Linked DNA regions of Mus musculus: all the other regions are linked to region 6. Evidence: chromatin contacts called from public ChIA-PET, Hi-C, HiChIP or PLAC-seq and promoter capture Hi-C data. All regions are on one chromosome and are shown on one strand. The core of a region is the stretch at or near the end of the contact, and the rest is flanking DNA. Distances in the headings are between cores, read along the strand shown. Region 1 holds the start of Rgs14 (regulator of G-protein signaling 14). Region 2 holds the start of Sfxn1 (sideroflexin 1). Region 3 holds the start of Rab24 (RAB24, member RAS oncogene family). Region 4 holds the start of Nsd1 (nuclear receptor-binding SET-domain protein 1). Region 5 holds the start of Fam193b (family with sequence similarity 193, member B). Region 6 holds the start of Higd2a (HIG1 domain family, member 2A). Region 7 holds the start of Ddx41 (DEAD box helicase 41).

Region 1 (3,732 bases), core at 1,187-3,686, 780 kb before region 6:
AGATGTTAATGGAGAAGATGGTTTTCCTTATGAGGCTCTTCTCAGCCTTTCCCCACTCCTGACCTACAGCTCTTCCAAACCAGAAGTGTGTTTCAGTACTCTTCACTCATGTCTGTCATGCCTCGCTGACTAGTGCTAACTGGGGACTGGGACCTGGGTCTTAAGGGCTCAGGGTGGGACGACCCAGAGGAGCCCCTGAGTGAATGCACAAGCCAAGTGACAGCTGGTACCAAGAGACGATTTCTCTGGGAGGGGTTAGGAGCCTCTCTAAGTGACAGCTGACTGCCAGAAGGATGAGGCTCATGATTGACAGCGCCTCAGCAAGGAATGGTGGGGGATGGAAAGGAACCAAAGCAGGACAGTGCTGGGGGGGGGGGGACTCAGCGGGTGTGTGCAAATGGTGACCCTTCTGCTCTACAGCATATTGGTTTTGCTCCTCCAAGCCTCCCCCGTGAGATAACAGCCGGACACCTTGCCCACAGGCCCCTCTTCGTTCACATCTACACCATCGTTGCCAATGCCTGTCTTCCCATCTCTGCCCCAGCCAAGTATGGCCTCACAAAGCTGCCCATTGTCCAGCAAGTGGACATCTGTGAACCATGAGGTTTCAGGGGTCATACAGAGGATTCAAAACGGATCCAAACAGGACAGAAATAAACATATGGGACAATTGCCGAGAGGATCTAGGGCAGCTGTGGGCTTGGCAGGACTCAGCTTGTACTGTCCTCTTTATTCTGAATGACTTGGATAGAGAAGCCACCAGCTGACACAGGAAGGACAAGCTGGGTCTATCTCCAGCCCTCTCAGCTGGTGTGTGGTTCTGGGTTCTGTCCCAGAAGCATCAATCCAGCTATTCTTTGCGGGGAGGGCCTGGGCTATTTCTCCTTGGCCCTGTGGCCAAGTCACCTAGAGAGGAGCAAGCCAAGTGCCATGCCCACCCAGCGTGGGTGCAGGGGGATGGGCTCTCCACAGACTTTCTAAGTTGGGTTGGTGGTAGAGGAAGTAGGGTGGGGGCTGAGCCAACTTTTGGAATTGGTCTCCCTTCCACCCAAACAGCATGGGGCGTCAGCAAAGGGCTTCCCGACAAAACATGAGAACTAACCTTGGGAACTGGAAGGCAGAGGTGGGAACTGTTTAATGAGATAGAAGATTCTTAAAGAGGGGATGAAAGTACAGGGGTTATCAGGATAACCCTTCCGTAGCCTTTACAATGCTCAAGTGTCTCATATTCATTATGGCACTCAGCAAACAGGACATTGATCAGTTTCTATTTCATTTTACTGATGACGAAACAGGACAGGATCTTTCTTGGGAAAAGACAGCAGAGCTAGAACTGGATCCCAGGTCTCTCTCTCTGGATCCCAGGTTATTCTGGACCCACTGGCTTTATCCCATGGTTCTAGGCTGGGGCCTTAAGATAGAGGTTACCAGGACACTGTTTGGTCCCCCTGGAGTGATCCTGCTAGGTGAGCCAGGTCCCTAAGGAGAAAAGGGAGGCTCAACACAGCCTGTCCTATTTGGTGAATGAAAGAAGAGCCAGAAACTTGGAGACAACTCTAGTCAGGAGTTAAACAGCCTGGAGAAGGTCTAATGGGTTAGGGCTGCAACCAGGGCATCCTATACTAAGTTGCACGCACACACACACACACACACACACACACACATACACACACACACACCCTTCCTGGAAGCTAGGAATAGACCAGACAGAGCTGATCTTCCTGTCCTGCCCTTACTGACCCGTCCTGGGCTGCCCAAAGAACACTAGTTCTGGCAGGCTGCCTCTGGAGCAGGTTGATGCAGTGATCCAGCAAGGGCTGCTCTTAAAACCTTATCTTGGGCACTTAGAGCGTGAGATGAAGAGAGGAGGGCTGAGGGCCTGAGACATAGGGCTTGAGAAGTTTTAGAAGTGACCACTGGATCTCCAGGCTACTCTGTAATCAACTTCAGTAATCCCAGTAGCGGATGAGGGAGCAGCGAGTCCAACCTGCATGTGGAACCAGAGACCTAAGTCTGCTGTGTTCTGGACTAATCCCTGGGGTTGCACCAGACTCCTAGCAGGGCATCTGGAAGGGTCCTAGGGTGACAGCACCAGGTCCCAATGCCAGCAGCTGTCTGTACCCAACTTCTCCAGCCTGCTCCTCTGCAACCCTGCTGGGTGTGCCTCCTGGACTCCACCCTGGGTGTGCCCACCCCCCTCCCTGTGGCTCTGGCTCAGAGCCCACACTCACCATGCGCCCGTTGGGGACACCCAAGTGCTTGGGCTTCCCTGGCATACCGCCGTTGATCACAGGTCCCCTCCACGGGGGGCCACCCACCACAAGGATCGCGGAAGCACTCTCTTGGGGTGGCAAGCAGGCAGTGGAGAGAGAGAGCTCTGCTCCTCCGGGCCCTTACATCCTGAAACACCAGCTCACTACCTCTTTTCTCTGCCACAGGAAGTGTCTCTATAGAAACCAAACCACAGAAAGAAGCAAGGTCTAAGAGAGCGAATGTCTCTTCCTACTCTCATACACACACACACACACACACACACACACACACACACACACGTTCATGCACACACACATGCCGCCAACGCACCCTCGGTTGCACACCATGCAAGCACCAACAGCCAGCAGGAGCCTCCTTTTGCCCAGCGAGGTACCTGGAGTGTTCAATCTGAAGGCTCCAAGGATGTGTCAGCATGCTGAAGTGCATGCTCATACAACTAGACACTTGTGGAGCAGACAGTCTGGGGGGGGGTTCCATGGACATGGGGCATGTGTTCCGAGTCCTAGGCATCCACAAAAGTGCATTGTTCACTACTCATTTACCTTCTATGTCCCAGGCTTATGCATGCTTAGCAACCCTAGCTCAGGCAGTTTGCATGCGGAGACTGCTGCCCCTAGGCTGTCATCTGATAGCCAGGTGAGCAAAGAGGTAATCACATCACCTGTGTGACCATGCATGTGGGCATGCTGTGTCACGAGGGCACCTGAATCTTCAGGCATACACACTCGAATCTGGGCAGGGTAGCACATGTATGTAATGCCAGCCCTTGTGAGGCAGAGGCAGGAATAACAGTTTGAGGTCAGACTTAGTTACAGGAAACTCAATCTGGATCTATACTATGTCTGTATCTATATCTAAATGTAAACAAAATAAGATAGATAGTGTATAGTGCCTTGGATGGGTGCATATGATAGGCATGCCTATGTATAGTCAGACACCCCAGGGGCTGGGTATGCACACATGCACTGAAGGGTAGGAGAATGGATTGGGTATATCCATACCAAAGAGGTAAAGTAAGCCATACTCAGTAGAAAGCCCACCTCTGTGCAGAACTGTCTTAGCTCAGACTCCAAAAAGCAGGTGGAGCTCTTTGAGTGCAAGGCCAGCCTCATTTACATATCAGCCAGGACTACATAACGATACCTGGTCAACAAACAAACAAACAAAGGAAAACAAACCGGGCTGTAGAGATGGCTCAGTGGTTAAGAGCACTGGCTACTCTTCCAGAGTTCCATTCCTGGTCACCACATGGTAGTTCACAACTGCTCCTGACTTCAGTTCCAGAGGACCAGATGCCCTCTTCTGGCCTCTGAGGGTACCAGGTATGCAGATGGTATACAGACACCCAGGCAGGCAAAACGGTCATACACATAAAAATAGTTTTTAAATTATTAAGAAAAAAAAATGCCATGTGCTGGGTGGCCGGGACAACAGACGCTCAGTTCTCACCATTCCGGA
Region 2 (3,379 bases), core at 511-3,010, 520 kb after region 6:
GAGCACTTGCACCCAGACATATACTACATATATACTACTACTACTACTACTACTACTACTACTACTACTACTACTACTCCTCCTCCTCCTACACACACACACACACACACACACACACACACACACACACACACACAGTTTAGATAAAAGAGAAAGTGGCCCCACTGCTTTATGAGTCCTTTTGGCCTGGCTGTCTTCACAGCTTTCTTGGCAGAAGTTAGGAGGGGAAAGGGGATGCTTCCTCTCAGCCAGCTTTTGCTGCACACCCCGGGATAGTTTCACCAAACTTTTACAGAAAACTAAGCACAACTCTCTCCATTTTGCAGACCTTTGGCTGCACCCTTGAGTACACAGATGGAGCAATTCCTTATCAGAGCTGGGTGGGAATTAACAAACTCTTCCCAAACACTGTTATTGCTGTGAATGTGACAACCTCAGTCCTGGGAGGGGGGTGGGGTGGGGGGTGGGGAGGGGTGGCCTGAGGTTCTGGGACTTCCTGCTGAACTTCCATTTGTCCTCTAAACAGCTCTCCTTCACACAGCAAGCCTGAGTCCAGCATTCTAAGACCCACAAAGTCCTCTTCTTTACCTCAGTGCTCGCCTCTCTACTCCTGCCTCTGCCTGGAACAAGGACGGAGAGAAAAATCTAGGCAGTGGTTTTCAACCTTCCTAATGCTGTAGCCTTTAATACATGGTTTAGTGATTCCTCCAACTATGAAATTATTTCGTTGCCATTCCATAAACATAATTTTGCTACTGTTATGAATCGTCATGTAAACTTCTGATATGCAACCACAGTTGAGAGCTGCTGACTAGAGGCACCCAAAGTAGGTGCAGCAGATGAGGGATCAGGAGTGTGAGAAAACTATAAAGGGAGAGTCCCGGGTAAAGGCCCAAATTCTGAAATCCAGCAGAACTACGCTTTTCCACGAGGTCTCTCAATCGTCACATCGTCACTGAGGGACAAAGTGGAAACAATATATATACTCGGATTGCCTGGCTCTTCTCCCTGGCCAGCTGTGACACTTTAGGCAAGTTATTCAAGTTTTAATGCCTCAGTTTTCAAATCTGGATTATGGATTTGGCAGCATTGGATGAATACAAAAGTCAGAGATCTAACTCCGGAGGCACAGACCTTAGTGTGGTCATTGTCATTCTGGAGGCGGTTGAACCTGAGATGATCAGCAGGAACACGATGTGGGAGCTGAGGGTGAGGGTCCCACGGTTCTACCTGGGACACTTCGGTCCCTTGAAGAGATTAAGAGCTGGAGGTCGGCCACCAAGTGATCTCCACGCGGACCTCCGGGTCCCAGCTACTAAGAGCCACCTGGTCACCTGGCAATTGCGCGCGCCCATCCTCGTGGAGACAGTCCCCTGGCAGCCATCTTGGCCGCCTGCACCCAGCATGTTTCGTCACGCGGTGGCTAGGGACGCGTGGCACGGTGCGTGATGCTCCCCTTTCACATCTGTTCCACAAGATCAGTTCCACGCTGAGGCCTCCCTAGCCCCAGTCTAGAGCTGCGGACTCACGAGGTCCCGGGCGTACGTAACCCGCCTCAGGCATACCCCAGCGCGCACAGTGGACCCTACTGGGTCCCCTGCAGCCCCCGAGATTGCGCCATCCCGCGCGCCTCCGGCTCCCCGCGCGCGCTCCGCAGCCCCCCGCCACTCACCGCCTACCCGGCCGCCACCCGCGCCGCTCGGTCCCGTTCGGCGCCGCCTCCAGCTGCCGGAAGCGCCGCGGCCCCGCGCGCCGCCCCCAGGAGCGCGGCCACGACGCGCGCTCACGACGCGCGGCCCCGCCCAGAGGTTCCTGCCTCTGCCTCGGTGTCATTCATGGCTTTGGCTGCTGAGCTCCGCAGTCTGCGCACGCCCCATGTGCCCGCGCTTCTGCTTCTGGCCACACTGAGAACTCCTAAGTTCATCTTAGCCGCAGCCCGGGTCAATGCCACTGTTTTTCAATTTGGTTTTTTTTAGAAGACCACCCATCATCATTGTTCCTCCATTCATTTGGGCTAATGCTTCTTTTTTTTTTTTTTTTTTTTTTTCCATTTTTTATTAGGTATTTTTTTTTTTTTTTTTTTTTAAAGATTTATTTATTTACTATATGTAAGTACACTGTAGCTGTCCTCAGATACTCCAGAAGAAGGCATCAGATTTCGTTACAGATGGTTGTGAGCCACCATGTGGTTGCTGGGATTTGAACTCGGGACCTTCGAAAGAGCAGTCGGCGCTCTTAACCACTGAGCCATCTCGCCAGCCCCTAATGCTTCTTAAAATGGGGGAGCTTGGCACAGCCAGCCCTCTAAGAAAAACTAGACAATACAAGTGCCACCTTCAAAAGAGTCACTGGCTGCTGGACAGAGATGGGACCATAGGGGAGGTGCAGACCAGAGGTCATGAGCTTAGTCAGGTTGGACCTGGTTAGACCAGGTTGGACGATGAGGAGAGAAGCATAGAATCTCGGACGCATTCTGAAGGCCAGCACAATACAACAAATAACGAATTGCATTCTCTGCACAGGTAGATAAATCCCCTCCCCCTTTTTTTAAAGACAGAAATTCTACCCCAAATAACCTCTACAAGCAATGAGATTCCGAACTGAATTTGGATTCTGTGTGTGTGCGCTCACACACACGCGCGCCCATTGAGTGTGTCTGTCTGTATCCCAATAAGGTGACTGTAAAACGTATATGAGAAAACAAAGAGCCCAAAACAGCTAAAACACTTTGAAGGAGTAGATTGTCCTACAGTTACAAACACAGAAGAATGGTAAAAAAGAAAGGATGTGTTTGTACCAGAATCAATGAGGAGCTCCATCCAGCCAATCAGACATCCAGGACAGGCTGAAAAAAAAGGTCACCAGAGGGGAACATGGGGGGTGGGAGTGGGGATCAGGCTTCTACCTTTAGGGGCTTCTACTGTGGGAGACTGGCCCAGAAGGCCCTACTAACATTGTAAAGAAAAGCAGTGCTCCTTCTGAGTGTGGATGATGTGACCAAGGCCACACTGATCAAATTAAATACCCATAGGTCTAAAAGAGCTGTTGCCTTGGAGCCTTCTGATCCACTGCTTCAAGCTCCAGCTGCCTTGACTTCCACTGGGTGATGGACTGTGCTTTCCAACTGTGACCTAAGATAAACTCCTCCTTCCCTTGGGTGGCTTTTGTTGGGATGTTTTATCACAGCAACAGAAAAAGAAACCAAGACAGTCCCCACATTAAAAACTGGTCTAAGCCAAGAAGATAGTTTGTCTGTTACTGCTTTGTCCCATTGCACCGTGCTCGTTAAACATGTCCCTTTATACCTAGTACTGTCTTGCGTGAATTCTTTTACTGCCCAACCTCCCCACCATACCTGTGGCTCCTGAATATACTGCAT
Region 3 (3,799 bases), core at 828-3,327, 730 kb before region 6:
CTCGTCTGCCTTCTACCCTCTCCTCTTTGAACTTCCTGGTATTGTGTGTGTGCGCAAGCACGCGCACACACTCCAAAAATGACAGCTTTCATTAACAAAGGGAGCGGCAGCCTCCTGAAGAATGTGAAGTAGTCACAAACTTGTCAATGTGATATCTACCAAGCAGAGCTCTCAGCTGAGGTGACTTCAGACAGTGCTGGGCAGGAAAAGGTGCCTTACTCACGGATTGTGAGTGGCACATCTTTATATAAAGTTTTTCTTTTTTGAAACGCACAATTTCCACCTCTCAGGCTTACAGAAGCCGAGAAAGAATCATCTAGAAGCTCGAAGGTTATTCACACTGTGTGAACATTCCCAAACATGGGTTTTCAAGCCTTCCAAAGCATACAAGATCCATATAATGCACTTCCTCAAATCTCATGCACAAACCGAGGCACACCCCAGTTATCTCCACTTGATGTGACTCCAACAGGGAAGCCACAGCCTCCCTTTCTCGATCAGCATCATTCCTGAAAGCCACCCCCCCCCCCATATGTATGCATGCATGCATGTCACCAACTGACTGCTCTGCGCACAGTACTTGTAACAAGCTTTGAAAAGGGGTGTCAGCCGGGCAGTGGTTGGTGGTGCACGCCTTTAATCCTAGCACTTGGGAGGCAGAGGCAGGTAGATTTCTAAGCTCGAGGACAGCCTGGTCTACAAAATGAGTTCCAGGAGAGCCAGAGTTTCACAGAGAAACCCTGTCTCGGGGAAAAAAAAAAAGAAAAAAAGAACAGGGGTGTCTTTCCCCACCATCTGAGAGCCAAGGGACAGTCCCAGAGAATCTGACCAATCGAAAGGGTAGACCAATCTAAGGGCAGAACTCTAGAGATGCAGCTCATTGGTATTTTAGGCCTGCCTCTGGCCACAGAAGTTCCCACAACTCTCTTGCCTGAAATCTGAAGGGCAACTATTTTGAGGGAGCAAAGGAAGTCTCACCATCAGCCGGGCATGGTTGATGTTCCAGGTGAAGGTGGTCATGGTCTGATTCTGGGGGTCCACAATAGAGTCCTCCAGGATGTACACGGAGTGAGCAACGTTGGCAGGAAACAGTCGCTCTGCCCAACGTGGCATCCTGTTGGTCTTGGTCAGGAGTCTCCGGGACAGTAGCTTCTGGTCGGGGGTCACCTCCCGGTGCACTATGTCTTCGGTTAAGACATGTTTGCTGCAAGAGTTAAAGATGATTCTCAGGAGCCTGCTCTTGACAGCATGTCTACTGGTTCCTATTTAGCGCCTCCAGGTCATGGCTGCCTGCAATCTGTGATCTGTGCCCGGGTTCAGAATTAGAGTACACTGAACCTATCCCCGGGCAAATTCCAACTCCCTCCTCCACCCGACATGGATTCTGTGGCTCTCCAAAGCGAGCAAAATCTCAAGAATTATACCACTAGAGAGCGCCAGCAGCAGGTAAGCAAACCATCCTCAGGATTTCTGGCCCCGAAATACCGCTCAACTCCCGTGCTGCCGCCTCTTCCTGTCCAACCACCTTTGGACTGCAAAATAGAAATCTAGAGCCCAATATAAATCACAAACTAGACAATCTTCTTCGAGGACTTTGGAGGCTTGGACTGATTCTAATCCTATAAGGATTTTGTGCTATAACTGTGGCCACAGTTCCGCAGATAGCCCACATCGGACTCTGTCCAGTCTTTCAAACTCCACTATTGAAGGACAGCCTACGGTGCGATCTCCAGAAGAAGAGAGGAAGGCGACTCGCTCTACCCAACGCCACGTACCTATAGGGATTCGGGTACCGTTGCCAGAAGGCGGCGAACACTTGGTCCCAGGAACTTCGGAGCACGCTCTGGCCCAGGAAATACTTCACCATCGTCCCGACCCGGACGGGCTCAGCACCCGTGCAGCATCAGGGTGAAGAGCCCGGGGGTGGGGGGGACGTGGCTAGGCGCACGCCCGCCAGGCTCGCAGCTCAATCTCCGCAGGACCGCGCCCAGGTCCCTACCGCCGCCATCAGGGGTTATAGGACTGCACGACGCTTCCGGCGCCGGATGCATAGGATCGGCCACTTCCGGCGCCCGCGTCACGTGACCGGGCGTCCCGCCTCTTGGCTTCCAGTCCCAGAGGTGCTGTTTGGAGTTAGCTACGAGGACCCCAGATTCAGTCGGTAACCCCGGCGCAGCGGAGCTTCGGGCGCAGCGGCGGTCGCGCGGGTGAGCACCGCAGGGCTCTGCGGCGCGGTGGAGGGCGCTGTCCGCGTCCCCGCGCCGCGGCTCTGCAAAGGACGGAGCGCCCCGGGCCGAGGCGCCAGGGGCCTGCGAGGTGCGAGGCCCTTGGGGTTGGGGTCTGAGGCTTGGGCTCTGCCTGGGCCGCGCGGACCCTGAAGTGGGTGAGGCGGCCCAGGGAGCATGAGCGGGCAGCGCGTGGACGTTAAGGTGGTTATGCTGGGCAAGGAATACGTGGGCAAGACGAGCCTGGTGGAACGATACGTGCACGACCGCTTCTTGGTGGGGCCCTATCAGAACGTGAGTGCACCCCTGCGGAGCAGGCATGGGAGGAAGGGGTCCGGCCAGTATTCCACACTTATCTCTTCCCTGGTTGTAGACCATCGGGGCTGCTTTCGTGGCCAAGGTGATGTGCGTTGGAGACCGGACGGTGACTCTGGGCATTTGGGTAAGTCCCTTGAGAACAGAGTCTTGTGCAAACCTGTCTCCCGAATTTAATGTCTTGCCTCTTAAACCAGCCAACTGGAGCCTCATAGAGGTCGTTTTTCCTTCCTCACACCCATTTACTCGTCTAAAAAAAGGAGGGGGGGTTGTCTGGAAGATGGGGCCTATTTTGTAGTCTTGTGAAGGAGCTTATTAACTCCTTTCACCCCTCAGGACACAGCAGGTTCCGAGCGCTACGAAGCCATGAGCAGAATCTATTACCGGGGTGCTAAAGCTGCAATTGTCTGTTATGGTAAGGGGTTGAATTCTGGCGTGTTCAAGTAGTAAGGGTTAGGTTACAGGCCAGCATCAGAGGGAAGCCGCTGATCTTTATGTGTCTCTTGCCTTACCCTTACCAAGACCTCACTGACAGCAGCAGCTTTGAGAGAGCCAAGTTCTGGGTTAAGGAGCTGCGCAGTTTAGAAGAGGTAGGTGGCCAGATATCACAAGAGTAGGGACAGAGACTGTATTGGTCTGTGGAGATAATCTCAGCCTTGTCTTCTGCTACAGGGCTGTCAAATCTACCTGTGTGGCACTAAGAGTGACCTGCTGGAGGAAGACAGGCGGCGCCGTCGTGTAGACTTCCATGATGTTCAGGACTATGCCGATAGTAGCTGTTTTTAAGTCTCTGAGGATGGGGGCTTGGGGGCGGGTACTATCTGCCTGAGTGTATTTCAAAGATGGGAATGACAGTCTTGGTTGCTTTCTGGCCTTCTTGAACCTGTGTGGTTCAGGAGACTGAACTGTTAGCTACATTTAGGTGTGCTCCCCAAGTGTGAAGACAGTCACTTCTCTTTGCAGATATCAAAGCCCAACTCTTTGAAACATCCAGCAAGACAGGCCAAAGTGTGGGTGAGTGTTGTCTTGGGTCCTGTCAGCAGGAACAGGCAGGACAGTAGAGCAGAAAGGTTCAGAGGGCTGGGCCACTGGGATACCCAGGGCTGCTGGTCTCAGGCCCTCACTGATTCTTTGCTTGCCAGATGAACTCTTCCAGAAAGTGGCTGAGGATTACGTCAGTGTGGCTGCTTTCCAGGTGATGACAGGTGTGTACTTCCTCATGGTCCCCAGCCTTCTTGGTGACCTACTTGATGCCCCGA
Region 4 (3,341 bases), core at 755-3,254, 620 kb before region 6:
CACCGCGCGCGCCCCCGCGGCGGCGGCGCGTGCTGAGGAGAGCGCCTCGCGCACCGGCCCGCGTGCGAGCGACCGAGGCCCCCGGGTGCGCGCGCACCCGCCCTCCTCCCTGCGCGCGCACCCCTTCCTGCGCGCGCACCCATCCCGTCCCCGTTCCCCCCCCCCCCCCGCACACACCCCCGCAGCACACACACACCCTGCGCGCGCTCCCACGCCTGCCTCACTCTTCGGGGTTCAGTGCGGGTGAAGTCGGGCGAGCGAGCGGCCGGGTCGGGCGGCCCAATCAGCGGAGCTGCTGCTGCCGCCCCCTCCCCTCCCTTCCCCCTGGGCGCTAGCTCAGGGCCCCGGGCCTACGGGTCGGCCCAGCTGCCCGGGCGGGGCCTGAGGCGGACTCCCCTGGGGGGCCTCGCGCGCCTCCCCAGAGTGTCGGGGCCTGCGGGCGTCGTGGGTGGCATGACGATCCTTTCACCTACCTCGGGGCGCCGCGCCAGCCCCTGGTTGCACACGGCTAACTGCACCCCAGTCATCCTGAACCCCAACCCCGGAGCCACCATGGTGCCTGGCTGAGGCCTGGCCCGCCGGCCTTGCTCTCAGGCCCGCGTCAGCCCCGGCCTCCATCTTAGGTTCCAGCCCGGGCTCCCCATCCACTGGGCACCTGCCCTCAGCCCCGCTGGTTTCGACCCGAGGCCGAGGCTACCCCCGTCTCGCTGTAGGGCTCACCTGGGGGGTTTGGCATGGGGGTCTTCGAGGCCCCAGGCCCCGAGCAGACGTGGCCGCAGGGGAACCCCCTTGCCCAGCCGCACCCCAAACCCACACCACCACCACCACTACAGACCAAGCTGAACAGGAAACAAAATGGAGGCAGCAGCAGCTCGGGTCTGCCTCCCCGAGCCAAGCCTCTACAGCCCTGGGACTCCCTTTCGGCCGCAGGCTCGACGCCCGCGAGGCAGGGGATTGGCTCCTCCCGGGAGCCTGGGGCAGCCGCCCTGGAGCAGCGCGTGCGGGCGGGCCGGGGACTCGGCCCTGCGGTCCCCACGGCCCCTCACCCACCACCCCTTCCCTTCCCTCTCCCTCCCCAGGCCGGGCCGTGCGGGGTGAGCGGCTCCGGGGAGCAGGGTCGGGTGACCCGCCCCGGGGTACTGGCCGCAGGACCGTGGCCTCAACCCGGGCCTGAGGCCGAGAGACCCCGCAGCCCTGAGCCCACGCCCCACACCCCGGCCTCTGGGACACAGCCTAACGGCGCGCCCGCACCTCGGCCTGTCGCCGTGCAGCCCCCGCCCAGCGAGGCCGAGCCCCCGGTCCAGACCCCGCGGGGACGAAGCTCCTCGGTCACCCTCGGGCCCAGGGGTCTTCGCTGCCCCGGGCGGGGCGAGGGGAGCTCGGGGGGAGGGGTCCACTAATCCCTGCACCGCCTCCAGCGCCTAGTGTGGGTCTGGGTCTGGGCCTGGCACGGCGGCCCCGGGGCTGCGGGCGCTGGCGGCCTTGGAGAGGTGCGGGCGCGCGGGGCCGGGGGCCGGGAGGGGCAGCGCCTCGCACCGCGGACGCTGCAGTTCTCCACACCCAGGCAGATGGCCCTCTCGAGCGCGCTTCGCCCCTGAGGCCCAGGCATCGGGACCCCTGCGCGACTGCACAGGGACGGCCGACAGGCTGGACGGGCTGGCCAAGCATGAAAGGCGCAAACCCCCGGCCTAGGAAGGCTCTGCGTTAGGAGGACGGGGTCCTGCTGGCGCGCACTTAGCACCAGGACCCCGCCGCCCTGACCTCGTAGGGCTGTAGCGCGTCCATTCCTCAAAGACAGTGGAAGGTCAGGGACTGGACCAGGCCTGGTCCAGCCACTCCAGTCCCCTGAGGCACTTCTCCCTTCCCGGACCCTGCTGCTTCCTGGGTTTGCTTCACCGCAAGAAGCTCACCTCAGGCATGACTTGGTCCCTAGAGCGTTAAGCGCATCCTTGTTGTTGAGAGAAAGCCATATTGGACGGCCCCGAGAATTCCCGCCTCTTCCAGAAAGCCTTCGGTGATTTGGAGTTCATTTTAAAGCCGAGGGCGCCGCCCTCGATGGCCACGTGACCACCATTCCTCCAGAGGCTTAGTAAATGTGCATAGTTATTGCCCCAGTAGAGTGTTTACCGAGGGCCCTCTGGTAACTAGACCCCCACCTGGGAGAACAGGCACTTTTGGCGTTCCCCTGCCAAGTATCTGTACCGGTTGGGGATCTGCAATGGTTGGGCCAAACTCCATCCTTCCCTGCCCTTCACCTCGTGACTGTGTCCAGCAAGCAGCGGCTTAGGATGCTTCCAGCTGCTTGCTGTCCAAGACCCACAGTCCATTAAAGGAGGCTCAGAGCTAAGCCTTCAGCATACCATCAGTAATGCTGGAGCCCTGGCCCTGCCAAGAGGGCAAGTGGGTTTCCTGAGAGAAGGTGCCCGGCGGAAGCAAGAGTGAAGAGGCTACTGTGACCTCAGGTCCCTCGGGTTAGTTTAAAGGAGTTTCCAGATGCAAAGTTGACTGGCATCTTTCCCTGCGCTAAAACTAGCCGGAAAAAAACTGGGGCCCTCTCCCATGGAGACCCGGTCTTTTGTTCTACGAAGGAATAACTCCTGCTAACACCTTCGGGCAATTCAATAGGAAAGCTCTCACTGGATCCTTTTTCACAAGTAATCATTTGAGCCTGTCATTTCTAACTGGCAGTTACCCCAATGCTAATCACTCCACAGCCCTTCCCAGTGCCTAGCCATTTTGAGGTACTTGGAACTGCCACTGGAGGGCCTTGAAGAAGTTATCTTTCAGTCCCAAACCTCTGTTTCCTCATCTGTGGCCTCCAAGACACAGGCATCTGGGAGGATCCTGAAACAGGCTAACACTCTGTCCTTAACAATTACAGACATATTTGACAAATACTGAAATGTAACTCATTGCTTCCTTCAGCAACCGTTTCCTGCAGTCTAGGCAATGCACCAGGCTCTGGGGAAGCAAAATGGGAGCTAGTGTGCCAGGCAACCTGTGGCCTCAGGGAAAAAAGGGTACCGAGAGAGACTAGCTGATGTAAGCACATTACTGCTCTGCAGGACCCTCTCCTTAACCTCCTACCTCCCCCTCACCCCCATTCAGGATGACCTAGTTACTGACAGAAACAAGACTGAGACCCCAGGGAAATATCAGACTTCCCTAGGTAACCCCTGGGGGTCCTCCCTTCCTCCTACTATAAAACTGTCTACCACAGTGACACAACCAGAGTGCTTATGGAGCTGAGCTTCTATATTCAGAAGGATACTGAATCCTCAAGTGAGACGGGGCTGCTTTCCTGTAGGATTGGGTTCTGGGGTGTAGACCTAGCTCTTCTC
Region 5 (3,675 bases), core at 648-3,147, 980 kb before region 6:
TAAATCCTAAAAATAAATTAAAGTCAGGGTTTCTATTTCTACACAAAACATCATGACCAAGAAGCAAGTTGGGGAGGAAAGGGTTTATTCAACTTATACTTCCACATTGCTGTTTTTCACCAAAGGATGTCAGGACTGGAACTCAAGCAGGTCAGGAAGCAGGAACTGATGCAGAGGCCATGGAGGGGTGCTGCTTACTGGCTTGCTCTTTTATAGAACCCAAAACTACCAGGCCTGGCATGGCACCACCCACAGTGGGCCCTTTCACCCTAGATCACTAATTGAGAAAATGTCTTACAGCTGGATCTCATGGAGGCATTTCCTCACCTGAAGCTCCTTTCTCTGTGATAACTCCAGCTTGTGTCAAGTTGACACACAAGTACACGTATGCGCGCGCGCGCGTACACACACACACACACACACACACACACACACACACACACACAGAAATGTTGGGCCTGAGGTCACACAAATAATGAGGCACAGGCCGCCACAATCCAAAGTCAAACAAAAGCAGCTTTTATTCACCAAGGGAAACTCTCACCAAGAGATCTAGCTGGACTAGAGATGCAGTTAGGCTCGGGAGCTGAAGCAATGAGCCCAAGAAGTGGGCTCACAGGCCTTTTAAAGCAGAAAACCACAACCAGGTATGAAGTGGAAGATTAGGGTGAGGGTCTAGGCAACCTTTACCATGGTTGGTTGTGGTTAGGGGGCTTTCCAGAGGTCCTGGTTCCTGATTGGTCTGTGGTGGCCCCTAGGTATTCCAGGGAAAGAAGGGTGGCAACTGTTTCAGGATCTTGGAGAAAAGGCCAGATGTTCCTCCCCTTCCCTGAGTGGTAGACTCTAGAACATTTGTGGTTTTTCTTGGAATTGGGGCCATGCAAAACGGAGGACAGACTTCAAGATGGAGCAAGTTAGGCCAAAGAAGTTTAACCCAGTCCCACCGACACACACACATACACACACATACCTATTAAAACAATAAGATAAATAGAGCAATTTTTAAAAATTGATTTACTTCTTGGTAGTCAAAGTTTCAGATTTTGTTCTGATTGATGTTATCAATATAAATTCCACGTGTAACTACTAAAAAGTTCCAGTTTCACTCGACAAGGCATAAGACAGCATTGGAAACTTAAAAAAAAAATACATATATTTTTTTGTTCCATGTGCCTGAATTTTTCTCCCCCTGTGGGAAGAAAATGGGTGGAGATGACATATTAACAACTAAAATGCTGAGCTATTAAAACATTTCTAATTTTGCTTTGTGGGTTAAAGACCTCTCTCGCACATACCACTTAAAAAAAAAAAAAAACATTGCCAGAGTATGTGCTTTAATCATTTCATCCTTGTCACGCCGATCCTATTATCTATTTAAGTGACCCCCTTCCCCATCAGCCTCAAGAACGACCTGAGTCTGGGTCCTGCAGTTCTGAGCACAGAACGTGGGGCTCCCAGTAAACGACAAGTAAAGACCTGCCTATTCTTTCGCCTCAGGCTGACCACAGGTGTGGTGGGATGATATCTAGGAATCTATGGTAGGCATTTTGCAGCCAGTGCTTGTCCATTGCAAAATGGGAATAATTCGTACCTGTTTCCAAGTGATTTAGGGAGGAGCCAAGAGATGAGCGTGAAAAGTTCGCAGCAAAAAGATTAGTAACTCACTCATTATTTAATGGATAATTAAGCTCCTAGGCCCGCTATTACAGAGCCCAATGTGTTTCTCCAGCCGATCGCAGCCTTTCGGACTAGTGCTTAGGACAGGATCTCGCCCGGGGCTGGTCTCCTGCGAAGCCCAGCGAGGTGGCCTTATTAAAAATGGCGCTGGCGGCTTCCGTGGCGACTGCGGCGGCGCGGACTGAGTGTGCCCTCTGACCTGTTGGCAGCAGGCGGGGAGGGGCGCCGGGCGCCGCCATATTGGCTGTTGTCCTGTGAGGGGAGCGGCGGCGGCGGCGGCGGCGGCGGCGGCGGCGGCGGCGGCGGAGGCGCGAGAGGAGCCAGCGAGCGGGGGAGCGGCGCAAGAGGCAGCATGACTCGGAGGCGGAGCAGGCCAAGCGGCGGCGCGGGCCGGCGGGAGCGGGCGCGGGCCGCGGGGCTGCAGAAGCCCCAGGCGCCCGAGCCGCAGCCGCCGCCGCCGAGCCTGGAAGCGGGAGCCGGTGCAGGGCCCCCGGAGGTGCCCGCCGAGCTGGATTGCGACGGTCCCCGAGAGGAAGAAGAGCCCAAGCTGGCTCCAGGCCCTCAGGTAGGATCGAGCAAAACGACTCCGACTGCCGGGCTGCTTACACCTCCCCAGAGCGGGAGCGGGAGTGGGGCGGGAGTGGGCATGGACCATACTGTGGGTCTGGGACCAAATCCCAAGTCCGGGGCAGATGCTTTCAACCCGCTTGCCGGGAGTGGAAGCTGGACCCCTCTCCAAAGCCAAAGCTCAGCCAACCCTCTTGCGACCCTTGTAAAGCTACCCGTTCAGGCCCTGCTCCGGAGCTAAATCTTCTGACCATTTATGCTCTCTGGGACTCGCTCAGGTCCCGAGACCACCGCTTAGTTCTCTGCCCTCCACTTCCCTTTGGAGCCACCTGATTCCCCCCTATCCCCTAGCCCCTAAAAGACCATCATCTCAGGGCGCTGGAACCTGCAAGGCTGCAGCCTCTGTGCGCCCCTCCACCCCCGCCCCCAGCAGCTTCATCCCTTCCCCTGCACGGTCTGCAGCCGCTACCCTCAACAGCTGTACCTCTCTGCATCTGCCTTCCGGGACCTCTCTCCTTTCCCTACCCAGCAGAACAGTTGGCGGCCCCAAAGACTGTTAGAATAACTCCACTAAAGAGGAAACCCTTGTTCTCCTCCTATCTCCTGTCCCATAAGGAGCCCCCACTCCCACCTCCAACCCCCGCCAGTCCACTAGTTTGGTGAATCCTGCGAGACTAAGAGTATTTGGGAGGATTCTCGGAAGCTTCCAGCTTGCCACCTGGAAGGTCACTTTCTTTTGAGCAAAAAGGAGCAAACAGGAGAGGCGGGGGTGGCGTGGGCCACAGTTGCTCAGGGAGGGTTGTGGCACCCGGGGCTGGGTGGCTCACCCTAAGCTTGCTCTGACAAAAGAGTTTTGAGTTGGTTTTTTGGCTGAGCCTGCCAAGGAAGGCAGGCCCCTGCAGGAGTCTTGGAGGGTCGGATGCAGCGCCCGGATGAGGACGAGGCGTGGCGGAAGATGCGTTTGGCTCTGCAGACACTGCATCGGGCAGCAGGGGACTCTGGGAGGCTGGTGCAGCCTGAAGGCATGGCTCTTGACAGCCTTCTAGTAGAATCTCTGGAATTGTGCATGTGAGTGGGGATGCCATTTGGGGTACCATTCCTGGAACGCTTTCCCTGACCTCCCCAGTTAAACCAAGTGCCCCCTCTGTGCCCACCACCCTCTTTGCTTCCCTTCAATGGCACCACTCCTTCTGTGATGAAACTTGTTGATGTGTCTGTCCCAAGCACTGAACAGTGAACACCACGGGCTGGGAGGATGCCCTTCGTGGGCTCCTCCACGCCTGTCCCAGGCTTTGCCTTTATGGAGAAGTAACTAGGTGAAGGAGGGGAAGGTTGAATCAGGCTAGAACCTGCACTTATTGTAACCTACTTTTGATGCTGGTCTCCTTTGTGTCTCGTATCACGGTGAGAGGATTTTTAATTAATGAAAGT
Region 6 (3,501 bases), core at 841-3,340:
TGGAGTTCGACTTTTAAATGTATTTTAGGGGGTGGGGGCATCATAACACTAGGTGGACATTACCTTTAAATACGGCACCATCTTCAGCTCCTTATGCCCTGTTCTTGCATCCTGAGGGCTTCACAATGCAGTGTTCCACACTGGCAATATGCCTTGTGGTTAAGATCATGATGGAGATACAAACACCTAGCTCTAGTCACGGACCTTCCACTCAGAGATTGAAAACATGTCAGGGCCCAAGAAATGTATCTTCACTTTCTTCCCTTTCCCCTTCAGGAGGTATTCAGAGAGGCAGGGTGACCCATGGGAGGATTCGGTTCCTCAAAGCAACACAGTGACTACAGATCACAAATGCCTTTGAGACGCCTGTGTCAAAAGCTGGAGTGGTAAAGAGATCAGCAGAGTGGAGGGTCGCAGAGGAGGCTGCACCGGAGTAAGAGAAGTAGTCAAAGAATGGTGGTGGTGTGTGTTTGAACATCCTGACTCACAACAGGACCACGACAGGCCTCATCTACAGGCTACAGAAACTTGGAAATTGCTGGCAAACTTTCCCGTATTACATCAAACAGCTCACTGAATTAGAATCCCAAGAATGAACATTTGGGAATCTCTACTTTTAACCAGTGCCCCAAGTAACTTGACAGTGCCGAGGAAAGTTTGGATAGCACTAGGCTCTATGTTCCTCTTTCACAACTGGAGAATAAACCTCCGGCCTCACAATCACTATGTACTGTACTGCTGAGCTGTACCCTCAGGCCATTTTAAATGATACAGAGTCTAAGTTACTCTACTGAGTGATCTTGCATTTTTTTTTTTTTCCGAGACAGGGTTTCGAGACAGGCTCTGTATAGCCCTGGCTGTCCTGGAACTCACTCTGTAGACTAGGCTGGCCTCAAACTCAGAAACCCACCTGCCTCTGCCTCCCAAGCGCTGGGATTAAAGGCATGTGCCACCACTGCCCGGTGATCTTGAACTCTTGAAGTCATGTGCAGTCAGGCAAGATTCTTTCTTCTCCCTCAACCTTCAGAACAGTTAAGGCAATAGGCATGCACTGTCAGACCTAGCTGATTTTTAAAGGCCAGTCCTACTGACAGCCTGTTCCCTCTTAAAAATTTAAAGGAAAAATCATGGTTTTGATCGTAGGAATGAGATTAAGAAATAGTTCATCACATACAAGTGTAATAAGCTTTTATTAAGTAATTAAGGGGACGCATCACAAATAGAAGCATGCAACCCAACTGAAATGAACCTGGGATTTTGGGAGCGGGAGGGGGCAGCGGTGGAAGCGCAAATCAGTTACAAAATCGGCCACTTCCTCACCCAAATGACAATAAGGTCCGGTCTGAAACGGAGGGAGCAAGTCTGACAGGGATGTCTGTTGTTCCTGGGTTTTGTAATGGTTTCCATGGCGCTTTAAGACCCGGCTATACTCAGGCTTGAGACTTCATAGCAGATGCCGCTAACCCCAACAAGATGGCTACGACCGTGAAACCCTGTGCAGCGATCCGGGTGCGCATCATGAGTTGGGATCGGTGGCTCTGGCCGCGGTGGAAGCAGTAAAGGCCATAGGTGAGGGCAGCCGCCGTCCCCAGACAGCCTGGGGAGAGGACAACACACGCGGGAGGCAACAGGTCGGGTCCTGCAGGTCCCTTAAGGATGTAGCCCGTCCCAGCTTTCCCAGAGCCACAACAGGAGGGCAGTTCTACAGTCTGCTTCATCTAGTCCCAAGCCCCGCAATGCATTCCGATTCGTTTCAGTCACCCCCCACCCCGCACCGTCATTTCGTCACACCTCTGGTCCGCTCCCCTTCCCAAACCCCAGGCTTACTTGATCCACCCCTATTTCCTTTCCCTACGAAACCGCTGTCCTCTCGGTCTTCCGTTCCTACAGCACACACTTACCTATAGGCACCATTGGGTTCTCACGGGTCTTGCGAATAAACTTTTCCTTAAAGCCCTCTGGGTTGGAGTAGACCGTGGGGCTGAAGCCCTCGATAACTGGGGGCTTGGACGGATCAAAAGGCGCCTCTGGACTCACAGGACCGGGAGCCGCCATACCCACCAGCACAGAAATAGGTAGGACACAAATCCGGACACCGGACCCCGCCTTCTGATGAGGTCACTACGGGGCGGGGAAATAGCTTGCTGAGTGTAGCACGCAGGCGCCATTGCCCGTTGCTTTCTGGGAGTTGTAGTAAGTGAATGTGGAGGCACTAACTACTAAAACTACATTTCCCAAGAATCCTTGCGCGCACGGGTGGACGGAGACTATTAACACGCGGCTCTGAGAGCGTGGTTCTTGAGTTTGAGCTGCTGTTTCAAGGGTTTGAGCTGCTGTTGGGGCAGTTAGCGAGATGCCCAAGGCTAAGGGAAAGACTCGGAGGCAGAAGTTCGGTTACAACGTCAACCGAAAGCGTCTGAACCGGAATGCTCGTCGGAAGGCAGCGCCACGGATTGAGTGGTGAGGGGCCAGTTTGGAGGCGGGGGCCTGGGCTGGGATCTAAGGTGAGGTGACAGAATCTCGATTTCTCTCTCTCTCTTTGATGTTAGTTCCCACATACGACATGCCTGGGACCACACCAAATCCGTGCGGCAGAACCTGGCGGAGATGGGGTTGGCCATGGACCCCAACAAGGCGGTTCCCCTCCGTAAGAAGAAGGTACTGATAACGCAAAGCACTTTCCCCATCTCCACACTAGCCGCTTCCTATTTTCCTTCCCACCTGACGTTCCTTCACTGAGCAGAGTTTCAGAATTTGTTCTCTCTCTCTCTCTCTCTCTCTCTCTCTCTCACACACACACACACACACTTACTTCCCATATTTGTGATAAAGTCATTTTGCTTGCACTAATTCTGGTCAAAGACCTTTAACGACCTCCTTTATTCACGCCCCCTCCTCTGCTTACCATTTCTTCTCAGGTCAGTGGAATTTTCTAGAATGTATCTTTTTCTGTCCCCCAGAGCTTGAGGGGTTTTTTTTGTTTTGTTGTTTTTTCGTTTTTCGAGACAGGGTTTTTCTGTATAGCCCTGGCTGTGCTGGAACTTACTTTGTAGACCAGGCTGGCCTCGAACTCAGAAATCTGCCTGCCTCTGCCTCCCAAGTGCTGGGATTAAAGGCGTGCACCAACACCCCCCGGCTTACCCCAAGAGTTTTTTTTTTTTTTTTTTTTTTTTTAGTAAAATTATAACTAAGCACTGGCAGGTAAGTCCTCCCCATGAAGAAGCTATCGGACATGGCTCCCTGTAACTTATAAAGCGCTCTTCATGCACATGGTTTTTGTGGTGCTACTACACAGCAGAGTAAGGAAAGCATAGATATAGGCAGAAAGATGAATTGCTTGTTAAAAATATTACTGTGGGTGTCATATGCAACTGTATGAACATATCATGTGTGGTGTGACATGTGAGTGTGAGCATTAACATACCATGTGTGGTGTGACATGTGAGTGTGAGCATGAGCATACTGTGTGTGGTATGACATGTGAGTGTGAGCATGAACATA
Region 7 (3,689 bases), core at 544-3,043, 950 kb before region 6:
GATCATGTGGACCTAGGTTGGATATGGACTTTTACATATGCATGAGACCAGAGGCCCTGAGGCCTTTACAACTATGCACCTGCAGCCCTAGCCAGTTGAGAGCTACCCACACCATACCAACACAATTGGAGCAGTTAAGGACAAACACCTTTTAGAATTAGATCTGCGTGTCCAGTGGGAATGGGCTATGTATACACTCGTAAACCTTAAAACAAAACACATACTAAACATCTATAAAGTCAAGGAATCCACTTCACCTTCCCAAATCCTATTTTAATGTGGTAGATTTACTAAAAATGTCTCACATGTGCCGTGTCCAGGCTTAAGTCTTTTTAAAGATCTGTTTTATGTGTGAGTGTTTTGCTCACACTGTAAGCCTGGTGTTGAAGGTCAGAAGAGAGCATTGGATTCCACAGAAATGGAGTTAGAAATGTGAGGCACCATATAGGTGCTGAGAATCCAATCTGGGTCCTCTGCAAGAACCAATGCTCTTGGCCTGAGCCACCCTCCAGCCCTGCTAAATGCCATTCTTAGCAAGCGTCTGCTAGGCTCTGCAGTTAACCCATACTCTTCTCCTCCCCCAAGGGAGCAGGAGCCAGACCACAGGCTCACAGCTCCTGCTTCTCAGCCTGTTTCATTTTTAGGAAAGGGAAAACAGTTGTAGCCTTTTCTCTGTATTGGTTAGCTTTGTTTTTCACACTTAAAACTGCTCTTTAAAATTCCAGTTGTGGCAAGAGTTAAAGTCTGGTCAAGTACCTACAAAGTCTAGCTTTGGCCTTCAGCACACGGTCACCAGCTAGGTGACTCCTGACTTTCTTTCACATTCCCCACCCCTCCACAATTACTCTTCCATTATGAATTCCGGGTGTTTGTTTCTTTACCATGAGTTCTTACTGTGTAGCCCCAGCTGGCTTCAAACTCAGATCTGCCTGCTGAGTGCTGGGATTAAAGGTGCATGCAACCACCTGGCTTTTGGATTTTAATTATTCTTCAAGAGAGGCTACTTGCTATGAATATCACGAAAATTGATTTGCACTTCCTTTGTGATTTCATGCTAGGTATTGTGATTATACACAATCCCAGCACTCATGAGGTTGAAGCAGGAGGATCACCACAAGTTTGAAGCCAACCTTGGCTACATGGCAAGACCCTCTCTTAGGTTAAAAAAAAATCATTTTATTTCTCCCAATCTCAGAACACTTTGGCACTCCATGGTGATCGATGCACCTATTACAGATAAAGACTTGGGAAGGAGCAGCCAGCACTAGCTCTGTCTTTCCTCCTTAAAGTAGGACTCCTAACAACCTGGGCCCGTCTCCTTACCTCACACCAGCCCCTGAGATCTCTGCAGATGCCCCAAGGAATCTGGTTATTTGCTCTACACTCTCAGCCCCTTTCCTGCTCTCTTGATGGTGACTCCTCCCTCCACTAACTCGAAAACCCAGATCCAGCATCTCTTCTGTGCTATCTCTAGCTTCCCAGGTGGTCACTCTGAGATGTATATCATTTACACACATAACATACAAGGTTAAAAAAGACCTTGACCATTATTTTACTTCTGACCCGTCGGAACAGCGGTGTTATCTCACGTTAATGAATAATATTTTGCGAGCACCGCTTGCAGGGCTGAAACTCCTGGCCGCCAGAGGGCACAACGCTCCCCGGGAGCGTGCGGGAAAGGACAGCGTGCGGAGGGTAGGGCGTGTTCAACAGATTCATCCTTTAACCCACGACTTGGATCTTCTGCGCATGCTTCAAATCCTCCCGCTACCCACAAGGCTTCGCCAGACCCAATTGGCTCCGCTGCGCGTCCGTAAACGCGCTGGAAGAAGATTGTCCCGGTTCGCGATCCGGCGCTCACGCCGTTGCTAGGCGACCACAGCAGTTTTTCCTATCTGATTGGAGCTCAGATGCCCTGGCATTGCGCATGTGTGCAGCCTAAGATGGAGGATTCGGAACCGGAGCGGAAGGTGGGACTGAGGTTTGGTCCACGCGAGGGGGTGCGGGCAGGGGGAGGGGCCGCGGCTGACTCGGGTCTCCGCAGCGGGCACGCGCGGACGAGGCGACCGCGGGTGGGAGCCGCTCCGAGGACGAGGATGAGGACGACGAGGACTACGTACCCTATGTGCCGTTGCGGCAGCGCCGGCAGCTACTGGTGAGGGGCCGCATCCCTGGTGCAACGGCGACATGTCCCCGGCCGTCAGCGGGAGGGGGGATCTGGGGAGCTGTAGTCCTACCTTGGGTCGTGGTTCTGAGGAAGACCAGGGACTAGTGAACCTGAGTTCCGGACAGACGTGCGCCTCAGTGCACACGATCCCCTTCCCGGAAAAAGCCCTCCCGGGTGCTGTGCCCCCTCACCTGCTGGGTCCTGGGCTTGGCTCTGAGGGACACTGCTGGGACCTCAGCTCCAGAAGCTGCTGCAGCGAAGACGCAAGGGCGCTACGGAGGAAGAGCAGCAGGACAGTGGCAGTGAGCCCCGAGGAGATGAGGACGACATCCCGCTGGGCCCTCAGTCCAATGTCAGCCTCCTGGATCAGCACCAGCACCTCAAAGAGAAGGCTGAAGGTGGGCCTAGCAGGAAGGAGAGAGGACGGGCCTAGGCCGCAGTGCTCCTGCTTCTCTGACCTCTTCGGCTTCTTTTCTCAGCACGCAAGGAGTCCGCCAAGGAAAAGCAACTGAAGGAAGAAGAAAAGATTCTGGAGAGTGTGGCTGAAGGCCGAGGTACCATTATAGTTGGTTCAGAGCAGAGGTGGACTGAGCCACCTCCTCCCGATTTCAAAGGCGAGACCTCTTGGGTGGTCTTGCTCATTGAGCCATGTCTGTCTCCTCAGCCTTGATGTCAGTGAAGGAAATGGCCAAAGGCATCACCTATGACGATCCAATCAAAACTAGGTATGCCTTTCCAGTAAGTATATGAGGTTGGGACTGGCAGTGGTACCCTGACGCCCTGCTGTGCGGACTGGGGAGGGAGCTGCCCCACCATACTCTACCGTGTTGCCCTCTCCTGCCCACCACCTACCCATAGTTGGACACCCCCGCGTTATGTCCTGAGCATGTCTGAGGAGCGGCATGAGCGAGTTCGGAAGAAGTATCACATCCTGGTGGAGGGCGATGGTATCCCGCCACCCATCAAGAGCTTCAAGGAGATGAAGTTTCCTGCAGGTACCCGAGGAGAAGGGAGACACCGTGCTTTATCATCTTGCCCCTGTGAGGTTGTGTATCCCAGCACCCACTGCGCTCAGCCGTGGGAATGGAGAGTTGGAGATAGGAAGTCTCTCTGTGGTTGTTGGTGGTACTTGGTTTTGGGGGGAGGAGCTCTTTTGAGACAGGATCTCTTTCGGCAGCCCAGACTGACCTCAAATCCAAAACAGTCCTCCTGCAGCATCCCTACTGAACGCTTGTGCTAGCTAGCACTGGAGGCATAACCACCACACCCTGTGGGCAGTTGTGAAACCACGTGTCGTTTTGGAGGCCCAATTGTCCCCGAACATAATATGTCCAGGCTTTCCTCACACTCAAAGATCCAGTTATCTGTGCCTCCTAGGTTCAGGGCTTATAGGCATGTCCCACCACTCCTCACTAGAGGAAGGGTTTTTTGTTTTGTTTTGTTTTGTTTGAGACAGTGTTTCTCTGTGTAGCCCTGGCTGTCCTAGTACTCACTCTGTAGACCAGGCTGACCTCGAACTCAG

The links. Promoter capture Hi-C pulls out the DNA fragments that hold promoters and counts their contacts. Hi-C and Micro-C count contacts between places; a contact is called where the count stands out from the background. ChIA-PET counts read pairs in DNA pulled down with a chosen protein or histone mark. HiChIP or PLAC-seq counts read pairs in DNA pulled down with a chosen protein or histone mark.
Region 1: an H3K27ac HiChIP or PLAC-seq map of double positive thymocytes shows a contact between it and region 6, with 5 read pairs. The contact joins the promoter of Rgs14 here to the promoter of Higd2a in region 6. A contact is called at or near these places in 1 of 39 promoter capture datasets (the C10 cell line) and 3 of 115 datasets of contacts at active chromatin or transcription factors (double positive thymocytes, memory CD8 T cells and pancreatic cancer cells).
Region 2: a contact with region 6 is called in an RNA polymerase II ChIA-PET map of memory CD8 T cells, with 12 read pairs. The contact joins the promoter of Sfxn1 here to the promoter of Higd2a in region 6. A contact is called at or near these places in 4 of 39 promoter capture datasets (the C10 cell line, the HPC-7 cell line, liver and 1 more) and 7 of 115 datasets of contacts at active chromatin or transcription factors (the 230-238 cell line, forebrain, large pre-B cells and 3 more).
Region 3: an RNA polymerase II ChIA-PET map of memory CD8 T cells shows a contact between it and region 6, with 25 read pairs. The contact joins the promoter of Rab24 here to the promoter of Higd2a in region 6. A contact is called at or near these places in 7 of 39 promoter capture datasets (the 3T3-L1 cell line, cranial neural crest, erythroid cells and 4 more) and 2 of 115 datasets of contacts at active chromatin or transcription factors (astrocytes and memory CD8 T cells).
Region 4: an H3K4me3 HiChIP or PLAC-seq map of embryonic stem cells shows a contact between it and region 6, with 9 read pairs. The contact joins the promoter of Nsd1 here to the promoter of Higd2a in region 6. A contact is called at or near these places in 3 of 39 promoter capture datasets (hippocampal neurons, neural stem cells and pre-B cells) and 4 of 115 datasets of contacts at active chromatin or transcription factors (bone marrow-derived macrophages, embryonic stem cells, epiblast stem cells and 1 more).
Region 5: a contact with region 6 is called in a promoter capture Hi-C map of pre-B cells, with 5 times the contacts expected there. The contact joins the promoter of Fam193b here to the promoter of Higd2a in region 6. A contact is called at or near these places in 4 of 39 promoter capture datasets (the C10 cell line, liver, neutrophils and 1 more), 2 of 115 datasets of contacts at active chromatin or transcription factors (astrocytes and bone marrow-derived macrophages) and 1 of 9 other capture datasets (liver).
Region 7: a Hi-C map of CD4 T cells shows a contact between it and region 6, with 5 times the contacts expected there. The contact joins the promoter of Ddx41 here to the promoter of Higd2a in region 6. A contact is called at or near these places in 2 of 484 Hi-C or Micro-C datasets (B cells and CD4 T cells) and 1 of 115 datasets of contacts at active chromatin or transcription factors (astrocytes).

Annotation. Positions count from the first base shown.
Region 1 is chr13:55,368,436-55,372,167 of GRCm38.p6, reverse strand. It overlaps Rgs14 (regulator of G-protein signaling 14), which reads right to left and starts at 2,436. Exons shown (of 15, transcript NM_016758.3): 1 at 2,232-2,436. The coding sequence starts at 2,276.
Region 2 is chr13:54,070,226-54,073,604 of GRCm38.p6, reverse strand. Sfxn1 (sideroflexin 1) reads right to left here and starts at 1,760. Exons shown (of 11, transcript NM_027324.5): 1 at 1,673-1,760.
Region 3 is chr13:55,320,258-55,324,056 of GRCm38.p6, reverse strand. Rab24 (RAB24, member RAS oncogene family) reads left to right here and starts at 2,077. Exons shown (of 8, transcript NM_009000.3): 1 at 2,077-2,519; 2 at 2,599-2,667; 3 at 2,877-2,955; 4 at 3,063-3,130; 5 at 3,213-3,312; 6 at 3,504-3,554; 7 at 3,683-3,745. The coding sequence starts at 2,403. It overlaps Prelid1 (PRELI domain containing 1), which reads right to left and starts at 2,002. Exons shown (of 5, transcript NM_025596.5): 1 at 1,776-2,002; 2 at 979-1,204. The coding sequence starts at 1,867.
Region 4 is chr13:55,208,445-55,211,785 of GRCm38.p6, reverse strand. It overlaps Nsd1 (nuclear receptor-binding SET-domain protein 1), which reads right to left and starts at 2,004. Exons shown (of 23, transcript NM_008739.3): 1 at 1,911-2,004.
Region 5 is chr13:55,569,342-55,573,016 of GRCm38.p6, reverse strand. Fam193b (family with sequence similarity 193, member B) reads left to right here and starts at 1,897. Exons shown (of 11, transcript NM_145382.4): 1 at 1,897-3,312. It overlaps Gm31364 (a long non-coding RNA gene), which reads right to left and starts at 1,921. Exons shown (of 2, transcript XR_873486.2): 1 at 1,592-1,921.
Region 6 is chr13:54,588,820-54,592,320 of GRCm38.p6, reverse strand. It overlaps Higd2a (HIG1 domain family, member 2A), which reads right to left and starts at 2,090. Exons shown (of 2, transcript NM_025933.3): 1 at 1,902-2,090; 2 at 1,174-1,597. The coding sequence starts at 2,055. The coding sequence ends at 1,431. It overlaps Nop16 (NOP16 nucleolar protein), which reads left to right and starts at 2,247. Exons shown (of 5, transcript NM_178605.4): 1 at 2,247-2,460; 2 at 2,550-2,658. The coding sequence starts at 2,354.
Region 7 is chr13:55,534,762-55,538,450 of GRCm38.p6, reverse strand. It overlaps Ddx41 (DEAD box helicase 41), which reads left to right and starts at 1,793. Exons shown (of 17, transcript NM_134059.2): 1 at 1,793-1,970; 2 at 2,045-2,155; 3 at 2,406-2,565; 4 at 2,647-2,721; 5 at 2,832-2,892; 6 at 3,026-3,162. The coding sequence starts at 1,944. It overlaps Gm46416 (a long non-coding RNA gene), which reads right to left and starts at 2,456. Exons shown (of 5, transcript XR_003950651.1): 1 at 2,359-2,456; 2 at 1,564-2,251.